4 separate regions of the Zea mays genome follow, and all the other regions are linked to region 3. Evidence: chromatin contacts called from public Hi-C data. All regions are on one chromosome and are shown on one strand. The core of a region is the stretch at or near the end of the contact, and the rest is flanking DNA. Distances in the headings are between cores, read along the strand shown.

The links. Hi-C and Micro-C count contacts between places; a contact is called where the count stands out from the background.
Region 1: a contact with region 3 is called in a Hi-C map of leaf, with 3 times the contacts expected there. The contact joins the promoter of LOC103637903 here to the promoter of LOC100191389 in region 3. A contact is called at or near these places in 11 of 25 Hi-C or Micro-C datasets (ear, endosperm, leaf and 2 more).
Region 2: a Hi-C map of tassel shows a contact between it and region 3, with 2.5 times the contacts expected there. The contact joins the promoter of LOC100281443 here to the promoter of LOC100191389 in region 3. A contact is called at or near these places in 2 of 25 Hi-C or Micro-C datasets (ear and tassel).
Region 4: a contact with region 3 is called in a Hi-C map of leaf, with 5 times the contacts expected there. The contact joins the enhancer-like site here to the promoter of LOC100191389 in region 3. A contact is called at or near these places in 3 of 25 Hi-C or Micro-C datasets (leaf and tassel).

Annotation. Positions count from the first base shown.
Region 1 is chr9:10,290,343-10,293,042 of Zm-B73-REFERENCE-NAM-5.0, reverse strand. It overlaps LOC103637903 (putative transcription elongation factor SPT5 homolog 1), which reads right to left and starts at 1,292. Exons shown (of 22, transcript XM_008660913.3): 1 at 641-1,292. The coding sequence starts at 995.
Region 2 is chr9:9,661,087-9,663,786 of Zm-B73-REFERENCE-NAM-5.0, reverse strand. It overlaps LOC100281443 (GTP binding protein), which reads right to left and starts at 1,385. Exons shown (of 1, transcript NM_001154361.2): 1 at 1-1,385. The coding sequence starts at 1,095.
Region 3 is chr9:9,950,146-9,952,845 of Zm-B73-REFERENCE-NAM-5.0, reverse strand. It overlaps LOC100191389 (Aminotransferase-like plant mobile domain family protein), which reads right to left and starts at 1,344. Exons shown (of 4, transcript NM_001136823.2): 1 at 1,277-1,344.
Region 4 is chr9:10,225,494-10,228,193 of Zm-B73-REFERENCE-NAM-5.0, reverse strand. No RefSeq gene overlaps it. Among protein-coding and RNA genes, the nearest start is that of LOC103637903, 65 kb to the left of the region's middle. Within about 2 kb of position 1,448, at least 17 of the 20 cell types and tissues checked have an H3K27ac peak or open chromatin away from gene starts, as enhancers often do. A contact at or near this core is called in leaf and tassel, where this site is marked.

The DNA.
Region 1 (2,700 bases), core at 43-2,542, 340 kb before region 3:
CTGGCAGAACAAATACAAGTCTCCAACTGCAGTGCAAGTTCAGGCCATTGCATCAAGTTTGCCACAATACCATCCAACTAGGTCTGGTTCCTTATACCCAAAAAAAACTTAGGTCTGGCCACCATTGCTATAAGCTTATATAAAGGTTACCTAATATAAACTTGAGGTTGAACAACAAAGCAAATTATCAACTGAACAGATAATTAAGACAGGATTTGCACACGAAACATATTCGGAGGGCACTTCAGCTAACTTTTTTATCTAGAAAAAAATACTCTTACTAATCACCATCGCCAAGGGTGCACCTCTATCAATATATGAATATATCTAAACATGACTACACTCCATTTTAAAGTCTGAAGCAGAGGCGAACATCAAAATCAGCTGCTTTAGCTGCACAACTGCTATGGAACTAAATTTCTTGCCAACCTGCAGCTACTACCTAGTCATGGAAACAAAACAAATGAGGTGGATCCATCCAGCGCATAAAGTGTTTATAGAAATTGCTAGTTTCTCACTATATCCCCAAATCCAGTTCTGGAAATCGACCAAATTAGGTCAGATCTCAACAAAGCCGCAGAAACACCACCTAAGTGCTAAACGAAGCATCATGACGCAATAAAATAGGGCGACCACTCACCGTCCTCGCCCTCTCCTTCGTCCTCTTCTTCCTCATCCTCGTCGACCTGGGCCTCCTCGTCGAAGAATCCTCGCACCCCGCCGCCACCCTTCTTCCTCGGTCGGCCACCGCCGTCGTCATCCTCATCGTCCTCGTCCTCGATGGCCGAGTCGTCGATAAAGTTGTCTTCCCGCGACCGCTTCCGCCCGCCGCCGCTCTTGGCGCCGCCGCCGCCGCGGGAGGCCTTCCCGCGCCTCGTCTCCTCCTCGTAGTCGTCCTCCTCATCCTCATCCTCGTCGTCGTCCAGGTCATAGGCATCCTCCTCTTCCTCCTCATCGACCTCGTCGTCGTCGTCGTCGTGGCCGCGCCGAGCCATCGATTTTGCGGCTAGGTTTTCGAGCTCTCGCGGGATGCACGCAGCGGAAGGGGAAACTCCTCGCGGCGAATCGTGTGAGCGAAGAAGAGGCGAGACCGAGAGCGGCGAGCGCGAGGGTGTAGAGCCGAGCCGCCTCGCAACTCCGCGAAGCCGCGCGTAAGGCTGCCGTCGACCAAGGCCGTTGGATTCCTGTCCGGAGCGCTGAGATTCGCGGCCAGAGTGGGCTGGTTTCGGGACATGAATTGAGCCGGCCCTGGCAGGGTGTTTTTCTTGCAAAGACTGCTCATGTTTTGAACGCCGTTGCGGAGAGAGCTCGTCGCCGTCCTGGACTCATGGTAAAGCAGCGTCAAGAAATAATATCACAACAGGTGTCATTATCTGCACATAATTTAATATCACAACACTAAAGGCCTGTTTGATAGGCGACTGCGACGCCACAGCACGCCGCACACCCGCGGCGGCTGGAGTGTGGCGCGGTGTGGATCCCGAGTCAGCCTACCAAACAGGCTCTAAATTTCAAACCAATCCGATATGATTTTATCACTCAAACATGTCTATAATCACATCTCACTTAAATTTTGTCAAATGGACATGTTTCAACACATTGTGAATCGAACTTACAATACACTTACCAAAAACAAGTCTTATAAACTTATCCGACACAAATCAATCCAATTTTGATTACTAAACATTCAATCAATTCTCATCTTATGCGAGCAAACAAGTGTATATATCCAATTCAAACAACTAAATAAATTGATCAAACAAATAATATACCTTGTATTTGTATATGGCTCATAATCACCCAATAGCAAGCTTTCAACTTCAAATATTTTCAAGCCACCAAATATATATTCAATCATTCACAACTCGGTATTTGCACTTGCATATGTAGAACATTTGGGCTTCACTAGTATTGTCACGATATTGAGTCGTATATGTGCACTAGGCTTAAATTACTTGATTCAACATAAGATAGACCAGATTAATTCCATTTGAACCAAGCCTCAAAAAGCCAGTGCTACCTGAAAGTCACCTAGAGGAGGGTGAATAGACGAAACATAAAATTTATAAACTTAAACACGCACTAAGGTCGGGGTTATGGTTAGAGTTAAACTCAAGTCGCAAAGAGAGGGAAAACAAATCAACCAAGAAATAAGGTGAGTGAACACGGTGATTTGTTTTACCGAGGTTCGGTTCCAAAGAACCTAGTCCCCGTTGAGAAGGTCACAAAGACCGAATCTATTCCAACCCTTTACATCTCTCAAACGGTCACTTAGACCGAGTGAGCCTTCTTCCTTAATCTCACGGGTCACTAAGACCCCCGCAATGACCACCCACACTTGGTGTCTCTTGCCTCGCTTACAAAGCACTTGAGAATAAGAATGAGAAAAAAAGAAAGTCAATCCAAACGACAAGAACTCAAATGAACACAAAAATCTCTCTCACAAGCCACTAAGTGTTTGGAGTGAATTTGGAACTTAGAGAGGATTTGATCTCTTGTATTGTGTCTTGTAGTGAATGCTAGAGCTCTTGTATTGAATGTGATACTCAGAAAACTTGGATGCTTGGAGTTGTGGTGGTTGGGGGTATTTATGTAACACTCGTTGCTCCCACGCAATGGGTGTTACCAAAAACCCTTCCCACAAATTAGAAAGCATAAAAAAAGATGGGGACAGAAAGAAAAATATGGCAGCACCTCCCT
Region 2 (2,700 bases), core at 136-2,635, 290 kb after region 3:
ACTTTTCTTGTAATGCTCAAAGTACTTCAAAGCTTCATCAAGCCTCTCCTCCGAGCCAAGGCCATTGATAAGCATGCAGTAGACATGAGGACTTGGCATGCAACCACTTGCTTCCATCTCGTAGAACACCTTGATGGCCTCATCACATTTGCCAGACTTGCAGAAGGCGCTAATCAGCATCCCGTAGGCAACAACATCAGGCCTGATGCCAGCATCAATCATTTCTTGGTACATTGTTTTCACCATCAACAGATCTTTCTCATGGCCCCAACCTTCCATGAGGACAGTGTAGGTTTTCAAATCAGGTACAAACTTACCCTTCCTCTTCATCTCCTTATAGATGGCTTGCGCCTTCTTCACTTGTTTGGATTTGCTTAGCGTGTCAATCAGCCAGTTGTAATCTGATAACTCAGTTTTAAGCCCAAAAATGCTCATCTTCTCGAATGTCTCAACAGCCTCTTTGACCTTTCTAGCCCGAGCGTACCTTCGGACTATGAGCTTGAATGTGTCCTTAGATAGCAAGCCCCGGCACCGCATGGTCTCCACCAAGCTCCACACCAGCCTGAACTGCTTGATCTTTCCCAGCGCCTCAATCAGGTTGTGGAAGCCCTCAGCCGTGTAACTGAAGCCCTCCTGCCTCTCTGCCCAGCGGAAGAAGGCAAGTGCTAACATCCCAGCATTGCTCAAGTTCTTGAGCACTTCAGCTACCAGCTCTGGGGACACGGCCACCCCAAGCGCATCAAGTGTCGACGCGATCTTTGGTTCTGGCTGCGTGGATACAATACGACACACCATCTTAGCAGCCTCTGACATGCCCACAGGCGGGCCATCCCCAAAGGCGTCACCCGGTGTGACTGTGAATCGCAGTGGCTCTGCACTAGCGCGCTCATCCGTGGACTGCCGAGCCACGGTACAAAACTGTGAAACGTGTGTTCGGCCGAGCACCTGGCAGGCATGGCCAAACAGCGCGTGGCTTGGCAGTTTCGGTGGAGGCATTCCGTTGAACAGCCCTTGTGCGTCCGTGGCGAGCCCGCAGGGACCACTCCTCATGGAGGAGTTGAGCAGGGTGTAGACTGGGCGGGCAAGGCGATGCATCGAATCGTGGTTCTGATAGGAGGGTTTGAGGGACAAGTGATTTTGCAGTGACGTGGAAACTCTTCGGTAGAAGCAAGGTGGTCAGGGAAGTAAACTGAAAGGAGTCAGAAATACATTTCTGCCATGCGCGGGCTGAGGCGGGGGTGCGCCTTGCCGGCGCGGGCTGAGGCGAGGGCGCACCTGGCCGGAGCGGGCAGGGGCGGGAGTGCGCCTTGCCGACGCGGGCTGAGGCGAGGGCGCACCTGGCTGGCGCGGGCAGGCGCTGGGGGCGCGGCGGTGTGGGCGGGAGTGACGGCGTGACGCGGTGAGGGCGAGTTAGCCAACTAGCGGCTTAGCGCAGCGGGTTGGGTTGGCAGCCGATTCTTGCTGGGCCACAGCAGGCCAAATTCTGGGCACGTGGCTGGGCTGGCTGGGCCGGGCCGGGCCTCCGCCACTGCTTTCAAGATGGTTGATGAGACGAGGAAGTGTAAAATCGGTTCAAATTCCTGTACCGATGCTGTGATTCTTTAGTATCCTGTAAGATCGCAGAAAGAGGATGGGAGAATTAGTTTGGCACAAGAGGCGGCTTTGAAGTTGGAAGTGACAAGGAAAACAACTCTTCGTGGTTAAGAAATCCTTTTGTTGTTCATAAGAACAATGTAGCACCTGGAGAATTACAGTCACAGTGTCTCGGATACCAGTAGCTCCAGCCGAATTTTTTGTTTTTAACCCTTTTTTGACAAAAATTTACAAATAGACCCCCAGAAAACTTAAATGCATTTTTGGACCTGATACTCGGCGCCATAGGCTATGGCGCCGAGGTAACACAGCTCGGCGCCATAGCCTATGGCGCCGAGCTGTGACGTGGCACTAACGGCTCCTGCGGCTAGGGCTGACGTGGCGTCGACGCGGCGCCGTAGCTCGGCGCCACAGATCTTGGCGCCGAGCTACGGAGGCCTATAAAACGGCCGCGCTGCTGGCCGAGTAGACCACATCTCCCCTCAATTCAAAACTTCGTCAAAAGTTGTTGTATTCAAAGTTTCGAGTTGCAACACTTCGTAGACCAAGGTATGGTGTCTCACTGATTCATTTTGTATATTGGGTTGTAATTTTTCGATTATTAGTTTCCAATGTTGCTTATAAAATATAGAGTATCGTTAATATGATGAGTACATTTGATTTGATAGTTTGTGTAAACCGATTATAAAGTCTATTAGGTACAAGTGTTAATTATAATAGTTTCTTAGATGAAAGACATGTACCGGGAGGCGTTGTGGCAGAAGAGAGGTCGTCCTCGGGAGTTATATCCGGACGTATCTAGTAAGGATGCTCCTGTTCCTCCTGAACTTCCTGTGCCTAACTATGACTGTGGCAGACTGGCTTGGGTATGTTAATCGAAACATCCAGACACGGCTGCTCGCTGCTTCTACCTTTTTGGCGGTTTTAACGTACGTAGCTTATGACTTGTGACTTAATATTGTCCGATTTTTTGTTTACTAGATGTGCAATAATGCTTCGTTCCATTATTTTAGGAGCACCTGAGGTGTTTCTTTTTCCAGTGGATTGACGGTCCTGATAAATTTGACTCTCGATACCTTCTTTTCGCTAATTGGTTGTGTGGAAGGA
Region 3 (2,700 bases), core at 95-2,594:
TAGTTAGATTGGTGGTGAGGGGATTCACATGTCTAGCCAGGGCAAGGTGCCAGAAATAGCCAAGCACGAGATAGTTGATACGTGTTTTTCACAAAAGCACCGGTCAGTTACTAGGTAAAATAAGTAATAGGCTTGGTCAAATGTCCTGGAATAGAACTATTTGCCAAGGTAGCTGGGTTTAAGAAACACGAGATAGGTCGCTGCCTGTAAAGAATAGGTAAGCAAAGGATAGGGCAACAGATTTTCTAAGGCTGAGTTTACCCACCTATCATTAGTTTTCTTCCCCTTGCTAAATAGCACATGTATCTGATACCAATAGCTCAGTCCAGCACTCTGTTAAATTGTCACGTGGTCTGCTTCTTTCACCATCTCATGAGCCCTTATGAGCTCAGTTGTGCTTTCACCTTTACTCAGTGAGCAGTAGAAATTCCACAGGCAAAAGGAATGTTCTCAAAGTACCACCCCAACATGAACCCCAGACCCACACTCAAAAACGAATGTTCTGAAAGTACCACCCTAACGTAAATCCCAGACCCACACTAAAAAACAAGGCAGCAGGATGCTGCCAAAATAGGATACCCAAAATAAAAGAATAGAACACCCAAGAAAACAGAAGTTGAAGTTCATAATATTATTCAAGATAATATATTAGACACTGAAATGCTGAATTCAAGAAAAGACCTAATGAACTCAGGTGCTACAAATCCAAACATCAATCCAATAAAACATAGAACCATTGCAGACACGTCTCCATGATGCAGGTGCCAGTGGTGGAGCCAAAATCTTTCAACTTGTTCCGATTTCCCAAGCCAGAAAAAAAATGCTCAGTCAAAATAAAAGAAGTCACATTATCGATATTGATTGAAATTGCTTGGGCATGCGTGACATAATGGGAATAACAAAATATTCAATGAAATTACAATTTGATTTTACGATCATGATCCATTGTCTGGAAGGCTGATTATTATCACTAACCTTAGCTTGTGAAGGAACTGTCGCTTAGCAATTGTTCGAGTGTTCATCCACAGGGTTACTTCTCAAATTATCTTTCACGTGTTCATCGAAACAAATACTGTAAACAGAAGCGGCTAGCAGCTGCTACTGGAACTACTAGCACCAGGGGTAGACCCAGTAAAGGGACATCGATGAACACATGAACAGCCGATAATTTTTGCAAAATGTTCGAAGCTAGTATGCATCAAATAGCCAAATTGATTTAAGTTAGGGTTTGGGTGCTCGGTTTCGCACAGAAGGGAAGAGAAAGGGGTGGAAATACCTGTGGGTGCTCGTCGCCGGAGAAGATACCGATGAAGGCCTCGGCTCTGGCTAGGGCTGCGGCGTAGGTTGCGTCGGCAGCGGCAGCCCACCCAGTCCTGGGGGGGCACAGAACGCACACGGGGTGAAGCGTCAATCCGTGATGCGACGTACAGCCCAGGTCCGGGGTTGTTGGGCCCAGGAAAGCGTACCCGCACGAGCCTTCTCTTGGGTCCTTTTTTTCACATTTTAAAAAACAATTCTTCGTTTTTCTCTCTCATTTTATTCTTATTGATTTCGTATTTATTCTCTCCAATGGATACTTCTCATGGGTAGTCGGGTATTGATTTCAAATAACGTCTCGTTTTATTCTAAGAATTGAATTTTATTCTAATAATAGTAATTTAGGCATATATCATTAAGCTAATTTAGTTTTATACAAAATATATTTGTATACTATTATTAGCAAGATGTCGGAGATATTTATGTACTACATTTTTAATATAGATGAGTGAGTCGAAGATTGTCCTATCAATTATAGGGTAGAAACAAATTCTATTGATGCATAAAATCATTTTTCATCCTCCACCCCATGAATTTGAGATAAACTTATATTTAAACTTTGAAAAGTGTTGGAATGTTAAACTCCAAGCTAAATAGGTTACTTTATTAAGTAAATTCTAATTCTTCCAAAATAAATGGATCCAAACACCCCCTAAGAGAACAATAATAATATTTACCTAATTTGTGTTGTAAATAAGTAAATGGAACAATTTTATTTATTTTTATTAAGGTTGAATAATTCTAAAACTAGAAACCATTTTCACTTTAAACCTAGAGCAATTGCAAGAACTTAGAATTTTTATCTCATAAAGCTATAACACTTTTCTTCTGAACTATAAACAAATTTCTCTTTGTGACAATTTCAAGTGAATGTACAAATTGTGTACTATAGATGGAACAACAACCGTTCAGCCAAGAATATTGTTCTTGTCGTGGTTCCGGAAAACAGGGTGCAGTAAGATTTGTGTTCGCGAGGGGTGCTAGCGTGGACTCACTCCGAATGGTAAATCGCTGGGACTCAAATGAAGAATTTGGGACATGGGGTTTATACTGGTTCGGATTCACACCCTACTCCAGTGTAGTGTTGATCATAGTATTGCTTTGAACGTGTTACGACAAGTGTGCTTGTGTGCCTATCCTTATGAGAGGAAGAGGATCCTTCCCTTTTATATCCCAAGGGTCAGAGCTTACATTGTTCCTTCTTCAGAGAGAGAGAAGAAGTCTTTCATCTGTTGCCCGGACCCCCTTCTTCTGGTTGCGTGAAGTAGCGCTCCATGCCACTTGTTGTTCTTATCCCTGCAGTGGTTCGTGGCTGACGTCCTCGTGGTGATGCATGGCGGGTCCCATGGTGCAAGCCTGGGACTCGACTGACACGGCATGGTT
Region 4 (2,700 bases), core at 199-2,698, 280 kb before region 3:
CTTTCTAAGACTAATTGACAAGCTAACCAAAAAATACGAAATTGAACTAAATAATGTGGACAAGACTACACTCATCTATCTATGTTGTAAGCATGTTACAAAATATCCTAAACAAATTATGTTTAAGCTATCAAGCTAGTATGAGATTACCTAAATAATTCTAGTTAGCAATATCACACAAACTTGCGCAACTAGTCAACTACGCACATAGGAAGCTTCTACACACTACCGGAAATAGCTCCTTTGCCGAGTGTCTTAAGCACTATGCAAAGCTTGAAAAATACTCGGCAAAGAAGACTCGATGAACTGTACATCGACAATGTTTTCTTTGCCGAATACTTTTTATCAGGCACTCGGTCAAGACATTGTCGAATGCCACTCGATACTCGTCAAAGAAATGTCGTCGTCACAGCGCCAAGTGACGGCGTCAGATCCTGTGTCGAGTGCCCATCGAGCGGCACTCAGCAAAGGCTCACTCTTTGCCATATCTCCTTATTAAAAAAAATAGCTCTTGAATTCCTTGAAAAACCGGCTGCTCTTGTGCAAGGTACTATATGTGAATTGTGATCTGCAATGCCCATTCACTCATGCTAGTGGCACTATTTGGTTAACGTTGCAATTTTTATGTGCACGTAGAAACCGTGATCTGGTCCTAATATGGTCTTGCTAGAGATCTTTCACTTAAGGCCAGCTTACCTTTATTTTATAGTATAATTTGCGCACGAAACATTAGCTAAACAATAGTTGTGGTTTAACCCTATATTTCTCCAACAAAATGTAGGATGGAGACATAGATGATGGTGATAATGATGATGGATCCGAGGCATCGTTGTGGGCTCGCTGGTGATGACCTAGATGACGATAATGCAGCATGGATGTTATGGATGTTTCTTATTATATTTGTTGTGTAATGCTTCGTGACCTTTCGAGCTTGGGAATTGTGGACTCGCGAACTTATAAATCGTGGACTCATAAAATATGTGTGAATTTATTATACTGTGAACTTATCATATTGTCAATATCGTTGATTTTGTTTTTGGTAAAAAAAAAATGAAAACGGAAACGGCTCTGGCGTCTACCACCGACCGTCTTTATCCATAGCAAGCAGTACACCACGCTCAGGAACGAGTGAGCGGTGGTGGCCCAGCCGTGCTCTGCAACAGCTGCTTGACTCGGCCCACCGCACTACGTACACCCGCGCCGCTTCAAAAATTCTGAAGTGAGCCAGAGCGAATACGAATTGACCCGTGCATGGCCCATCAAATGACTGCCGGCATCTGCATAGAGGAGCAGGGAACGTGGACAAAAAGGACAAGGACAGCGTCCATGCGCGCGCACTCCTGGCCCAGCAAATTCTTCGTTCTTCTTCGGGGTCCGGTTCCCCGCACGGCGCATGCGTGCTTTGGAACGCTCGGCCGCCCGCCCACGCCACGCCAGGCGGCAAGACTGCGCGATTCATGCATTTTTTTAGCCTGATGCCTGCCGGCCGGTAGTACGTGGTGCCGTGGACCGCTCGTCCTTGTGAGACGACCCCCATCCCCCAAGCGTAGGCGTAGCGTAGACGCGCAGTACTAGGAGCGAGAGTGAGTGGTGGAAATATGGACCAGTCTTTTTGCCACCACATCCACATGCATATGCACGGTCTAAAAACATGAGCTTAAAAACATGCTCACCACAAAATAATATGGATCGTGTTAGTATGATCTGAAGACGAACTTAGACTGAACCTTAAATTTTGGCCCATTGAGCACCCGCATGTACCGGGTTTGGAACGGTACGGCACAACGAAGTTCATATTATTTAATTTGTTTAATTTAGTAAGTGTTGATGTCTTTTCGGAGCGCCAAACACTCAACAAGAACCGTGTCGGTGCCCTCTGCACAGAGGCGGACGGTCCACGGCCTGGTGCGAGGCGTGGCGGTGCTCTCTGCACAAGAGTGGACGGTCCGCGCACAGGGGCCGGATGGTCCGCGGCCTAGTGCAAGGCTAGGGCTCCTGCCTGACGGCCGGACGGTCCGCGCCCTGGGGCCGGACGGTCCGCACGTACGCAGGGGCGGCGGAAGATCGCCGACGGCGCCTGGATCTCGCTCCCGGGAGGGACCCCGTCGGGGAGGAGAGATCCTAGGAGTTGTCTAGGCTCGGGCCGGCCGACCTAGACTCCTCTAATCGACGTAGAGTCGAAGAGAAGCGGAGAGTTTGAGGATCGAGGGGCTAAACTAGAACTAGACTAGAACTACTCCTAATTGTACTGAAAATAAATGCGAAATAGAAGTAGTATTTATTCGATTGATGGGGGTTCAATCGGCCGTAGCCCTTCATCTATATAAAGGGGGATGTCTGGATCCGCTTCAAACTGATTTCCGAGTTAACCCCGCGGTTTTAGGTAACAAATCCCGCAGGAAACTAGGAACCCTAACTGACTCTGCGCACGCGCAGACTGTCCGCGCCACCACCGCGGACTGTCCGGACCGCGGACCGTCCGGCCTCGGGGGCAGACCGTCTGCACTGCTCTTTTTAGCATTAAACATATGACCCCTGCCTTTTGGTGAAGGTTGATGAACCAAAAGCATATGAACTAAACCTGATGTAAGTCATCGGCTTTTCAACATGGAGATCATTCAATAAAGCACCAATGTATAAAGGCTGTTTCAGATTGTATCCTTCTCGGCCATGACCATTTGGTCAATGGATCAAAAGGAA